Linked DNA regions of Mus musculus: region 1 is linked to region 2. Evidence: chromatin contacts called from public capture Hi-C data. All regions are on one chromosome and are shown on one strand. The core of a region is the stretch at or near the end of the contact, and the rest is flanking DNA. Distances in the headings are between cores, read along the strand shown.

Region 1 (6,658 bases), core at 1,849-4,348, 970 kb before region 2:
AGAAAAAAGAAAAACATACAAACACACAAAAAATTGTATTTGAGAAAACTGACTAAAAGCAAACAAAACCAAAAAGTACAACCTTAATTTAAAATACACATACACACATACTATTAGGCTGAAGAAATGGCTCAGTGGTTAAGTACACTGGCTGCTTTTGCAAAAGACCCAGTTGGTTCCCAGGACCCAAATGGTGGCCTACAACTGTCTGTGACTCTAGTTCCCGAGATCCGACACTGCCTTCTGGCCTCCATGGGCACCAGGCATGCACATGGTACACAGACATGTTCATAAAAGATAATAACCTTAATTTAAAATATATGTAATCTTACGTTCTCTTCTAGGTAGAGAAGCTATAGTAAATGTATGGGCAAATACTAAAAATGGAATTCCCGCTGGCTCTCCTTGTGTCACCTGAGGTTGTGACAATGATTGCACTGCTTTAAGCCCCGCCCAGTGCCCCTTTGACAATCCTAATATTTCATAACTAAAAAGTACAAAGTAATGAACTGGTTTGATGGTGCGCACCTGCCGTCCCAGCGCCTGCGAGACATAGTCAGGAAGATGAGCCGCTCATGGTCATCCTCGGCCACAGACCAAGCATGAGGCCAGCCTAGGTTACATGAGACGTACCCCAAAAAAGTCAAAAGGGAAAAAGAAGTAATGTATGTGGCAGACTGCAGGTCTGTGTCCTGTGTGTCTGGGAGCAGAGGGGAGGGGTGCACAGCCTAGACTCAGCAAGTCCAGCAGCCCTTGTGACAGTGGCCTTCCTGACCAACTTCTGAGACCTACAATCTTGAGTTTACAGTTGCTTACAGTGGCCATTCTTTTGCAAAGGAGAATAAAAATGTTCAATTAGTAATAAAAACAAACATTTCTTATCTATGAAAACCTAATCAAATCACCCTGTTATCATGACTCAAAGACAGAAACTTGAAGCATTTGGCCCCAGCCAAATGTAAATCCAGTTGCAGTCTGCTTACATAGTGCCTTAGCATACACCTTACTGCCTGTTTAATTTTAAATTTGTTTGAATTTATATATGGATGCTTTTCCTGATTGTATATATGTGTGCCTGGGGTCTCCAGAGTCAGAAAAGGGCACCTGATGCCCTGGAACTGGAGTTACAGATATTGTGAACCTCCTGTCTAGGTGCTAGGAACCAAGCCTGAACGAGCCCTCTAAAAGAGCAGTAAGCGCTTTGAGCCACTGAGCTGTCTCTCCAGTTCCATAAATGTTTGGCTTAAGCTGGCCTTGAACTCATGATCCTCCTGCCTCCACCTCATATCATCAGCATCCACCACAGCCAGCTTTACTGCCTTTCATTCATCTTTGCCCCAGTGGAAGTACACCTGAGGAGAGCACGGGACACTATCAAGCTGTTGGAAGACAGCTCTACTCTAATTGGAGTAAAAGCAGAAAGAATGGAAATGTGGGAAGGAAGGGGAGAGCAGCCCAGCCCCAGGGAGAGTGAGACCAGCATAGAAGCTGTAGTGTCCTCTTGTGTGGATTATGTCAGGAAGGTGGGAATTGTCACTCCTTCAGGGTCTCTTCTATGTTCTGTGTTCTTCAGTGTTTCCTCTCGCTGTCGTCATTCTCTTGGCGACCTTTCTGTCAGTTTGGTTTGGGGATTAAGTCATCTTGTGCATGACGGGTGAGGTGCCATGCTGTGGGGTCATGATTATTGGTGTTGGCTTGTGGCTGTGCACTGTGCCAGTTTGTATCATTTTCACTGGAACCAGCACCATGCCCACTGGTGATTTATAAGTCAGGTTTCTACAGTGGTGGCAACAGGAAACATACGGGAAGATGGCCTAAGACACTTGAGGGCTTCAGCTTATAGGCCAGTATAGCTTATACTTCCAGGATAAGTACCTGACCATGTCCTGTCCACCCATCCCCAGGAGTCCATCTCCCTTACAGACCCTTGGGGGTGAAGTGTGATGGTAGCCACTAGGCCAGGGTTTGTGGGAGCTGAGGAGCGAGGGGCTGTGGACAGAGCATGTGCCCTGGCTTCTTCACATGGCTCCAGCTCTTCTGCTCTGACATCTTTTCTTTTCCTTTGTTCAGAAGTCAGCACTTTGAAGGATCTCTTTGGACTTGCCAGCAGCGGTAGGCATTTTTTCATTCTTGGTGCATGGGCTTCGGCTGTGCATGAGTGTCGTGGGGGCAGGCTAGACAACCATTGTTCTTGCCCTTTGACCCTTCCCGGTGCTCAAATGTCTTTTATTTTTAGAGCACGACCTGTCAATGGCAAAGTATAGCAGGCTCCCTAAGAAGAAGGAGAACGAGAAGGTGGGTGTTCCTTCAGTCACGTCATGGACCTCAGCTCCTTCTGTGACTTCTGTGAGCTTGTGGCATGGCTGCTGTGTGGTGGAGCTCTGCTCCTTTCCTGAGTCTGCACCTTCACATTCTTCTGTACCTCGTGTGTACAGCTCATCACAATTCTGTGCACTGTTTCGGAGCCACTGTAAATTCTGACCGTGTGCTGACTGACTTCTCTGTGGTGCTCTGTCCTGCTGTCTGACCCCGTACTGATCAGTCTCTTGAGCTCCCGTTTAGCTGCCGGCTGATGTTTTAGTATCCCAGGCAACGGAGTCTGTCTTCATGCACACACTTGTTAGTTCTGCTCGTGACTCCCTTGAGCTGAGCTACGCCCGGGACTATATATAGACTTTTGCATGGACCAGGTGTGTGTGGCTTGGGCACTTGCTGCTGAACCATTTTCCCAAAGAGTATCAGTGGGCACTGCCGCTCGCAGGGTATTGGCTTTGCCTCATACAGTCTCGGGGACCGGGGTGCTGTCGTGTTGTGATTTCACTGGGGCTCCTTTTTAAGTTAAGGTGGAACCTTCTCTCTGCGCCATTCTGCTGGTCATGGAAATGTTTATGATGAACAACCAACTATGTGTGAAAGTTTGTGCTCTGGCAAAATTCCCAGACCCTGTGAGCGACTTGGGTTCCCTTTCCCTCTTCCCAGGCGAAGACGGAAATTGTGAAAGAGGTGGCGGCTGCCCGGCGGAAACAGCACCTCTCATCCCTTCAGTACTACTGCGCACTCAACGCACTGCAGTACCGCAAGCGGGCGGCCATGATGGAACCCTTGATAGGCTTTGCCCACGGACAGGTAGGGGATGAGAGGAAACCCCGAAGCAGCCATCAGGAGAAATGGAAGCCTCGTCATGGCAACAGATGCACAATACCCTGGGAAAGTTCCTAGGGCTCAACTGTTACCAGAGCTTCCAGCTGGGCTCGGCCTGTGAGGCCATATGTTCAGGAAGCTATGGCCTCCTCCCAAGCCTCCCTCAGGGAAGAGCCTGCCTGCCTTCCAAGAAAGCGAGTCCTGGTTCTGCTTTCTGCCCAGGCCGCATGGCTGGTGCAGAGCCCGGTGTGTCCACATTGCCTTCACAGTGGCACCGCAGGCTCACCCCAGGAGCCGGGCTGTGCATGTTCCTTTCCTACTCTGCACTGTCAGGCTCACCCTGGCTGGCTCATGTGCAGACGGCATGCCCCTGAAGTTACTGCGTGTGCTCCCTCCCGGGGCCGGGGGAATGGTACCTGTGCTTTCTGAAGTCCTGGGAGGGGGGTGGGGGGGAGGGGGCACTCAGTCAGCATCTTCCCTCCTAGTTAGTGATCTGCTGATCCTTGTCTTAGAGATGCTCCAGTTTAAGGATGTTGACCCAGCTGCCATGGCACAGGCGAGTGGCAGGGGCCGGCATGAGTTTTCCCTGCTTTAGCCCTCCGTGACTCTCAGCCCTTACGTTGTACAAGACAAATGCACCCAGAATCTTAGGTCATTTGATAATCTATGAACCGAAAATGAGGAGAAGAAACAAAATGTTTCTAAGACCTGTTACCAATTGAACACACATGAGCATCTCTGGCTTCTGTATGCATTTTAAATTACATGTATTTGAAAAGAAATACATCAGCTTCACTAAGGGGAAAGGGGTGTGTGCCTGGGCATCTTTAAGCAGCCAGACACAACTGTCTGTTTTCCTGATGTAGTTGCTACATGTTGAATGGGGAGTTCACTGAAGCCAGCTTATTCCTGCAGAGGTATTAACTCAAATAGGGCAATCTAGCCTCTCTGTCATCTGAATAAAGCTGGGTTATCCAAAACTAAGTACTGTCCTGTTGGGCCTTCAGCCCTCGGCAGAGCCACCTAGCTCCCACACAGTGGGCACCGTGCTGACTCTCTGTCCCTCCTTTATTACACCTTGGACCCGACAACTGACCTAGCCATATTAGAGAACTATGCTCTTTGCTCTGTGATTATGTCCTGTGTGCCGTCCCTGCATGGCAGCCTTTGCTGGGGCAGTAATCCCTGCTCACTCACAAGCCCAGGAACATGGAGAGGGAAGATTTGTATATTGTCTCAGTCTGCAGAGCTTGCTTGGTGGTGGACAGTTTCACAGTACCCAAGGGATATGGCCAGCTGTTCTGTGCTTTCTCCCAGCCGAGGACTGACTACACCAGCTCTCCTAGCCAAGCTTTTTAAATGATTGTAGTTTGGCTCCAGGAGGGAAGAGGAGAGTTCAGTGCTGGCACACACGCAACCCCGGCCTGGGAGGGCGGGGCTGTACCATCGGGTGCTGTGGCAGAAGACTGGGGAGAGGCGTTTTGTGTTTCACCTAGAAATTCTCCTCATTCGAGACACAGCTAGAGTTCTCTTGGCTGAGTGTTGCGTGACGCTGTGAGTTGTTGTGTGACTCAGAAGTATGTGCTGTGCCTCAGCCCTCAGGTATCAGCCTATGGGCATCGCCTATGCTAGCTGAAGGTGTGAGAGCACTGCACCCAGCTGTTGGCAGGCCCACTTGGTAGACTGCCCAGGCTTTGTCTCCTGCTTAGGGACGTGGGTTGCACCTGCTGTGGCTTCTCTGGTCCTTAGAACATAGGCTTGAAATTGATTTTAGTTCCGAAGCCTCAGGATGGAGGTTTTTATCAGTTGTATGGATTTTCCAAAATCACACTCTGTGTGTGTGTGTGTGTGTGTGTGTGTGTGTGCGTGCGTGCGTGCGTGCGTGCATGTGGAGAGGGGAGCTTGCACATGCCCTGGCATGCATGTGGAAGTAAGAGGACAACTTCAGGAATCAGTTCCTTTTATCATGTGAGTCCTGCAGACGTGGGGACAGGTGCTCTGAGCCATCTCAACAGCCCTGTGAAATCCTGGAGTGTATAAGTGACCTCTCATGTGTATTTTCAGGGTAAGCCCTAGGCAGTGGGGCTGTAAAGCCCCTCCATTTATTCTGTGCTTGGGATTGGGTCGCTCCAGAGAGCTCACAGTAACTGGAGAGCAAGTCAAAGGCTTAAAGCAATGCTCCAAAGGAGGTCAGCAGGGAAGGACAAGAAACCCCAGATGCTGAGCCATTAGAAATGCCGAAGGCTGATTTAAAAGATGAAAACTAACTGATGAGTATCGTTTGGTTTTTGATGTTGCAGGGATTGGAATGGATTTACAATGTTAAGCTGAATTAGAGGTCAGCAGGCCAGAGCCTCCCACATGTGTATTACCGCGTGGGGATAATCGTGTTCATCGGCTGTCCATACCCTCCCTGACCTCAGGACAGGTGCACACATTCCTGGGTTCTCAGATTAGAGGGAAGACTATCCAGACACTGCTGATAACACCACTCAGGCCACACTCTGCTTCCTGTCTTTGCGGCCTTGTGTCACAGCTGGGAAAGTCTTCACAAGAGAGGGAGGCTGAGCTTTGCAGGCTGGGCAGCTGCATTCTTACCATCTCTCTTTCCCTTGCCTGGCCTGGCACATGTGTTGGCACCCAGACCTAGGAAATGAAGCAAGTAGTCCTTCCTTCAGCACCAAACCTGCAGTTTCATTCCAACTTCCCAGGTCTTCAGGGTACCACTGTCCCATAGGCAGAGAAAGCACCCATCTCAGAACCCTGGGGAGCAGACTGCCTCACCTAGTTTAGCAGCTGCTTAGTGCCAGATCCCCTTTGTGCTGTGGTTGGAAGAGGCTCTTAAAACTGGGCTCTCTAGCTCAGGTTCCCCTCTGCCACAGCTCAGTTCACCATCTGTCCGTGTATGCGGTGTAGGGCCCGGTGAGTGTGCTCAGGCAGGTAGATGGTAGCCCTCAGCGAGGGCAGGCATCTCATGCTGTACTTCATCAGATGCTTGTCCGTGTGCTGCTGGGCCTGAGCATCCCTCAGTCTCCTGAAGGAGCCACCACAAGGCTGCCAGGCTCCACCTTCTCCACTGACAAACTTGGGCCTTCTCAACCAGTGTGCTGGAGGTGGGCGATGGCGAGATGCTGCCTGATTACCAGCAGGAGGCGCTGGCGACCCTCAGTTGTCCCACAAGGTCTCACAGTTCGGGAACTGGCCACTTAGCCTTCCCAGCTGATGTACAGAGTACTGCAATTGTATCTTTCAGATCAACTTTTTCAAGAGAGGAGCAGAGATGTTCTCCAAAAGTATGGACGGCTTCTTGTCATCCGTTAAAGACATGGTTCAGAGGTAATGCTGCTCTCAGGCGAGACCTGGGTTCCTTCTGTCTTCCCAGTCAGTCAGCCTCTCTGGGAGGTGGGGGAGCCTTCTGTCTTCAGAGGTCAACAGAGCCCCATTACCCTGTAGCAGGCCAGGCTCTCCCAACATGAAAACTTGTACTTCCCATGGAGTCCAGGCACTTCTGGTGTCA
Region 2 (6,715 bases), core at 1,629-4,128:
AAAGCCAGCAATGGAGAGTGAGATAGCTCTGTGGGTAAAAGCACTTGTCCTGGAAGTCTGACTTGAACCCAAGATAAAAGTTGTCCTTTGCTTTCTACACACACACACACACACACACACACACACACACACACACACACCTTTAAACATATGCTGGGCATGGTGGCACATGTCTTTAATTCCAGCACTGGAAATGCAGCGGCAGATCTCTGTAAATTTGAGGCCAGCATGGTCTACATAGTGAGTTCCAGGATGATCAGAGCTACAAAGTGAGACCCTGTTCACACAACAAAACCCACCAAAGGAAGGCAGAAAGCTGCCAGTGGGCAGTAGGAAGCTCAGAGATAGTGTACAAAAGCTTCAAGAATGTAAACCATTTTCCCTAAACAGAAGATTCCACCCTGTTCTTTTGCAGAACACATACATGGGCTATCTGGACTACCGGAAGAAGACCATAAAGGACCTTGGCATCAGCCCCAGCACCTGCTCATTCAATCCTGGTGTGATTGTTGCCAACATGACTGAATGGAAACACCAGCGCATCACCAAACAGCTGGAAAAGTGGATGCAGAAGAATGTGGAGTATGTGGACAGGTTTCTCTGCCACCATTGCTCCCAGCTGGGACCAAGTGGCTCGGCTCATCTTTGTGTGGCTCAGGAATTAACACAAAACAAAACAGGACACCTGAGGTCAGATTCTCACAGAATCTGTCAACCAAGGAGCATGGGGACGATCTGTCCCCAGGTGACAGAAGTCTGAGAAATTGCCCTTTCTTCTTCCCAACAAGCTGCTTAATAATGTGGCTTGAATCTTTTCCACTGGGGGTGGGGGGGCAAACTTCATTTATCTTAGCTGAGTTTCTTTTACTGGACTGCTTTTTTGTGAAGGTCTCACTATGTAGCCCTCATCTACAGGCCTGGGCCTCACTAAGAAACCAGGCTGGCTTTTGTCTCTGATATGCTGGGATCCAAGATGTGTACCATCACACCTGGCCACAGACCTACTTTTAAGGCTAATTTCATAGAGCCAGCATTTTAAAAAATACTTTTCTTTGATGCTTATTTTCTCTCTGTGTGTGTGCATGTGTTTGCACATGTGTGTATGGGTGGGTGCACAAGTATGTGTGAATAACTTCAGGGTTCATCCTCACCAGCACAGTTCAGCTCTTTTTGAAACAGGATCTCTTGCTGGCCCAGAGCTCAGCAATTAGCCCAGGCACTGGCCATTCTGTCTCCACCTTTCTCGTGCAGGGATTCCAAGCATAGAGTTTTCACACGGGTTCCGGGGCTAGATCCACCAAGTACTTTACTGAGTGAGTTTTCTCCCCAGAACTTGCATTAAAAGTGACTTTTAATTTAAAATTTAAGAATTTTAGTTATCAAATTTTTAGAATAGAGCAACAAAAAGTTTACTAAGACAACCACTACCACATCATCGTCTTTCCTATCAGTCTTTATTATTTTTATATTTATAATATTTATAGTATCTAAAATATTTATATTAAAATTTAAAATATCTTATATATTTTAAAATTATTCATTATAGTTCCCCCATTTAAAAACAACTAATTTTAATTCTATGCATATGGTGTTCTGCTTCCTCCATGTATGTCTGCACCACATGCATGCCTCTGCCTGCTACCCTTGGAGGCCAGAGAGAGTGCTGGAAGTCTTGGAACCGGAGTCACAAACAGTTGAGAGTCAACATCTGGATGCTGGGGGTCCTCTGTAAGAGTCCCGAAGGTGCTCTTAACTGTTGGGCCATCTCTCCAGCTCCTACACCTATGTATCTCAGTACCATTGAACTTGTATGTAATTGTAAATACTATAGATCAGAATTTGATCTTCTGAGCCTACCATTAAAAAAACCCTGAGAGTTAGTGACAGGATATTAATAAGTATTAACATCGTGAATCTAGGTGACACATGTGAGAGTGTGGACTTAGGTGACATACATTGGGAGACAGTGGCTCTGGGCCAAGTACTGTGATTCTACATGGGAGATAAGGTTTAATGGTGCGTGCCTACAATCCCGGCACACGGGAAGTGGAGGCAGCAGGCTTGACTCCAGGTTTTCCTCTGCTGTATATGGACTTCAAGACCAATCTGCTCTACATGAGACCCCGTTTCTAACAACAAAAACTCCTGATTAAAAAAATAGGAGTTGGGGGGAAAGTAGAGAAGCCTTCTTTCTCTTAGGACCAGCCACATTAGCATCTATCTAATTCCTGTTAGTGAGGGCTTCTAACCAAATGTTTTTGTTTTTTTAAATCCCATTCTTAGAGAAAACCTCTACAGCAGCTCCCTGGGAGGAGGAGTGGCCACTTCTCCCATGCTGATTGTGTTTCACGGGAAGTATTCCACCATCAACCCACTGTGGCACATACGGCACCTCGGTAAGTCCTTCCAGGAAGCAGGGGAAGTGAACTTCTTACTCAGCGAACACCACCATGCTATAGCCCAGGGGTTCAGGCCCTAGGAGTGACCTTGGCCACCTCTCTGCCTTAACCCTCAGGCTCAGAATCTGCAAATGCAAATGGTGTCTTTAGTTGCCAGAGGGAAGTGAGCATTCCAGGATTCAAGATTCTGACTAGGGTTGGAGAGATGGCTCCAGTTAGGTGCGCTGGCTGTTCTTTGAGAAGACCCAGGTTCAATTCCCAGCTCCCAACTGTCTCTAATTCCAGTTCCAGGGGATCTGACACTCTCATGCAATACATGTAAAATAAAAATAAAATTTAAAACAAAGTATCTAAAGCTTACAGAGTGATGCTCAGCATAGAACTTCCATCTTGCGATGCTCCAGTGTACAGAGCCTACTGAGTGTGACCTTAAGACAGCTTGCACTTTAATGCTATCAGGCCAAAACTCTGTTCCCATAGATGTAAAATCCCATCAAAGTGGAGGTCAGTAACAAGTAGCATGAAGCTGGGCTGGGGATATGGCTCAGTGGATACGAGCACTTACCAAGCAAGCATGACACCACTTTGGATCCCCAGGACTCTTGCAAAAGGCAACAAGCATAGTTAGTGGCCATCAGTAACCCCAGCTCTCAGATAGCTAGGACAGGGTTCTCTGGGTAAGCTGGCTAGCTAGACCAGACACACCAGTAAGCTCTGGGTTTAAGTGAGAGACCACTGCTTCAATATTGGAGAGAAATTGAGGAAGAAACCTGATATCAATGTTGGCTTTCCAGACACGTGTGCAAAATGGAAAAAGGAAAAGGACAGACCCTGGAGCAGACTCAGTTTGACACTTGTGAATTACTAACTGCTGATATGCAGAAAGGGCACAACCTTTCTGAGGAAAAGAATCCCGTTTTCCCTATAAGGTTTGGAATCAGGCAAGAAATGTAAAGAGCCAGATTCTATTGTTTCTGACAATGCAGAGAGTGCCATGTAACTGACACTGTTACAAGGCCATGATCCTGGCTGACCATATTTTCTCTACACTCAATGGAGTTTCATTGTTGTTTATGGAAAAAACAACAGCAGAGGATATTTGTTATATAAATTATATCTGCATGACCTTCTAGAAGTACTGTAGAACACTCCGAGGAATGGCAGTATTAAGATCTCTTCACTATCATAACCTTAGGCTTATGTAATGTATGGTTATCACCAAGGGGGCTTATTAAGGTGTGACTCCTGCTAACTGGACACTTTTACCATAGCTTGTATCCAAGGTTCCATATAAAATCGTCGTCACTAACAAGCCTGTTGTTTATTTCCCTCCACACACACCGAAGGCTGGAACCCTGATGCAAGATATTCGGAGCACTTCCTGCAGGAAGCTAAACTACTCCACTGGAATGGAAGACATAAACCCTGGGACTTTCCTAGTGTTCACAATGACTTATGGGAAAGCTGGTTTGTTCCTGACCCTGCAGGGATCTTTAAACTGCATCACAATAGATGAAACACTCCAACAGTTAAAATACACCCTGGATAAAAATGGAACGGGCCCTCTGTATCTTCTAACACTGTTCTTTAAGAGCAACTCTTCTGATATATATGACCTATGGTGTAAGAGACAAATACTACTGTGTACAAGTTGAACCAAGGCCCACACAGATAGACTTAACTTCTTGAAGTTCAAACGATTGCCATGAGCAGCCCCTACTCATTCTTTTCTTTTGGTGTTTTGAGACAGGGTCTCGCTATGTACCCCAAGTCTCAACCTGAATGACAACTATATCTGAAAATTTTCAAAATCTCTATTTTCTCAGTTAGATATTTTGGGAGCAGTTCTTTTGTTTTACTTCTAAGATGGGATCTCCCTGGCTGGAGAGAGTGTTGGCTGTTCTTCCAGAGGACCCAGCTTTGATTCCCAGAACCCACATGGCAGTTCCAGGGGCTCTGACATTCTCTTCTGGCCTTCACAGGCACTGGGTACACATGTGATGCACATATGGAAGGCAAAATATCCATACATGTTTTCAAAATAATAGAAACAAGTTAGCCGGGTGGTGGCGGCACATACCTTTAATCTCAGCACTCAGGAGGCAGAAAGAGTTTAATCTGTGAGTTCGAGGCCAGCCTGGTCTATACAGTGAGTTTCAGGACAGCCAAGGCTACGGAGAGAAACGCTGCCTCAAAAACAAACAAACAAACAAACAGGGTCTTTCTCTATATCCCTGGATAAATTGGAACTCACAACTTCAAACTCACAAAGATCCTCATGTCTTTGCCTCCTAAGTACTGGAACTGAAGGCCTGGGCCACCACATCTGGCTGCAGGGTTTTCTTTCTTAAAAACAGGTTGCTAGTCTTGTCTTTTACAAAATTATAAATTAAAAAAATGTAGAATCTGTAAAAATAAACTATTCAAGCTTTTGTGATTTTTGTCATGTGACATGTAAGAGAAAGTAAGCCATCCTCAGGTTTCCAGTGGGGAGGAATACCATTAAATCCTGCTGGAGGAAAACCTGTATACTAAGCATAGCCATTCTTAATGTTTATTGTAAAAACGCTCAGACTGCGCATGTTTAAAATCTCAGTATTATTTAATGAGAACGCCCCACCCTGCCATGTACAGGGTGCCCCGCACTCGCTACTCACCCACCATGTTAAGGAAAAGCACCAGGAAGTACAGAGGGTCCTCATGGCTGCTCTCCAGAGTTATAATTTAAAGGTATTTCTCCATGGTAAAACTACAATAGTTACATACCAAGGCAATACTACATGCTTTACATAGTCCCATGAAAAAAAGAATTCAATTGATCCTAATCCCTGATGCAAGGCACTTCAAAGCACCCGCATAAAATGCCCATGTAAACAGCAGTGCAGTGCACCTTCCAAATAACATGACTTGTGCACAACCTGACCCAGACAGAAGGAAAAAGAAAGCCCATCACTGCCACAGCTAAAGGCATGTTAAAATTTCCACCAAGAGACTGCTTCCCTCATTGTTCACAGAACAGGCTACATAACCTTTGTGAGATACAAAACCCTCGTGGGCATTTCATACTGCCAAACCAGCACGCGCCAGGGGTGGGCACCAAGTCAGAGTGCTCAGGAGTGAGAGCGCTAGGCATCGCTGAACACGCACGTTTCCTAGCCACCAGCCCGGGCAGGCTGTCTGTAGCACCATGGAAAATGCATGAGCAGCCACAAAGGTACAAATTCCAATCAGCTCTTTCACGAGGCTCACTTAGTCCACAGTAATCAACAGTAGTGACAATAATTTTTAAATCATTGACAAATGATTAGCTTTCCCTAGAAGAGAAGTTCTGTATCAGTACATCCCATGTACACAGCACCAGTTTAAACAGGATTATCAAACACCTGCAGCAGCGCGTGGCTAACTGGAAAGTTCATTTCTTAGCGCTTTCCATGTCGGGATAAAATCACAACAGTGATGAACACTGACGGGGGATTCAGTAAAACAGAGGGGTGGCAACTGTCCAGGTTCTACTGCCTTCTCAGGAACCACAAGAGGCAGAGGCCAACGGCAGGGCTCAGGCCCCACTAGGTTTCTACTACCAAGCAACTGCCACACACACTACTGGGAGAGTAAGGGGGTCTGCGTGTGACTGCAACCCAGAGGGTTCTGAGTCCACCTCCAGCTTCGAGTCCACGGAGGGCGGAGGGTTAGTCGGCTTCCAACAGAGATAGGCACATCTGCCTTTCACCAGCTTGATTCTTAGTAGCATGCCCTACTTAGGCATTTAAAGGGATAAGGGCATATATAGGTATGCACAGTGAAGAATCAACTATAAATATTCCGACTGTTGCTTTTTTAAAATTACAGATTGAAGTGACTCCTCAGAGAAAACCGGTTTCTTCATAAATGAAATATAGTATATAAAAAGCTGGAATGATGGGTAGTTAAAATACAAAACTCAAGTACAAAACACCCTATTTTTCCTTTCCAAACTACATAGATTCATACAGTTGACTCTACCATATAACTGCTCCATATATAATTACACCACTAGCGTAAAGGACCATTAACACTAAAGCCCCTCAGTTAGCACACTGAGGCTCTCCGTCCTGAGGTCTGCATTAGAACTGCAGCCCTGAGCCCGAGCTGAGAGGCACCCTTCCTAAGCGTGGCTCTCTTCTTCCTGCTCTCGGGTCCCACAATTATTAAAAGAAGGGATCTGCTCTGCAAACGACTGTGCCATCCACTGCCCATTCGGAACATCGCTGGGGGCCGCTTCTCCTCTCGGCTCCGCACTGTGAGCTGCTGGGAAGGGAGAAAAAAAAATCTTAGTT

Evidence for each region. Capture Hi-C pulls out chosen DNA fragments and counts their contacts.
Region 1: a contact with region 2 is called in a capture Hi-C map of embryonic stem cells, with 4 times the contacts expected there. The contact joins two enhancer-like sites. A contact is called at or near these places in 2 of 9 other capture datasets (embryonic stem cells and pancreatic islet).

Annotation. Positions count from the first base shown.
Region 1 is chr10:83,617,166-83,623,823 of GRCm38.p6, reverse strand. It overlaps Appl2 (adaptor protein, phosphotyrosine interaction, PH domain and leucine zipper containing 2), which reads left to right. Exons shown (of 21, transcript NM_145220.2): 6 at 2,071-2,112; 7 at 2,237-2,295; 8 at 2,980-3,126; 9 at 6,395-6,477. Among named protein-coding and RNA genes, the nearest start is that of Appl2, 28 kb to the left of the region's middle. Within about 2 kb of position 3,098, at least 37 of the 459 cell types and tissues checked have an H3K27ac peak or open chromatin away from gene starts, as enhancers often do. A contact at or near this core is called in embryonic stem cells, where this site is marked.
Region 2 is chr10:82,648,549-82,655,263 of GRCm38.p6, reverse strand. It overlaps Glt8d2 (glycosyltransferase 8 domain containing 2), which reads left to right. Exons shown (of 10, transcript NM_029102.3): 8 at 416-582; 9 at 2,284-2,396; 10 at 3,746-4,831. The coding sequence ends at 3,915. Tdg (thymine DNA glycosylase) reads right to left here. Exons shown (of 10, transcript NM_172552.4): 10 at 4,465-6,686. The coding sequence ends at 6,544. Among named protein-coding and RNA genes, the nearest start is that of Tdg, 22 kb to the right of the region's middle. Within about 2 kb of position 2,878, at least 10 of the 459 cell types and tissues checked have an H3K27ac peak or open chromatin away from gene starts, as enhancers often do. A contact at or near this core is called in embryonic stem cells, where this site is marked.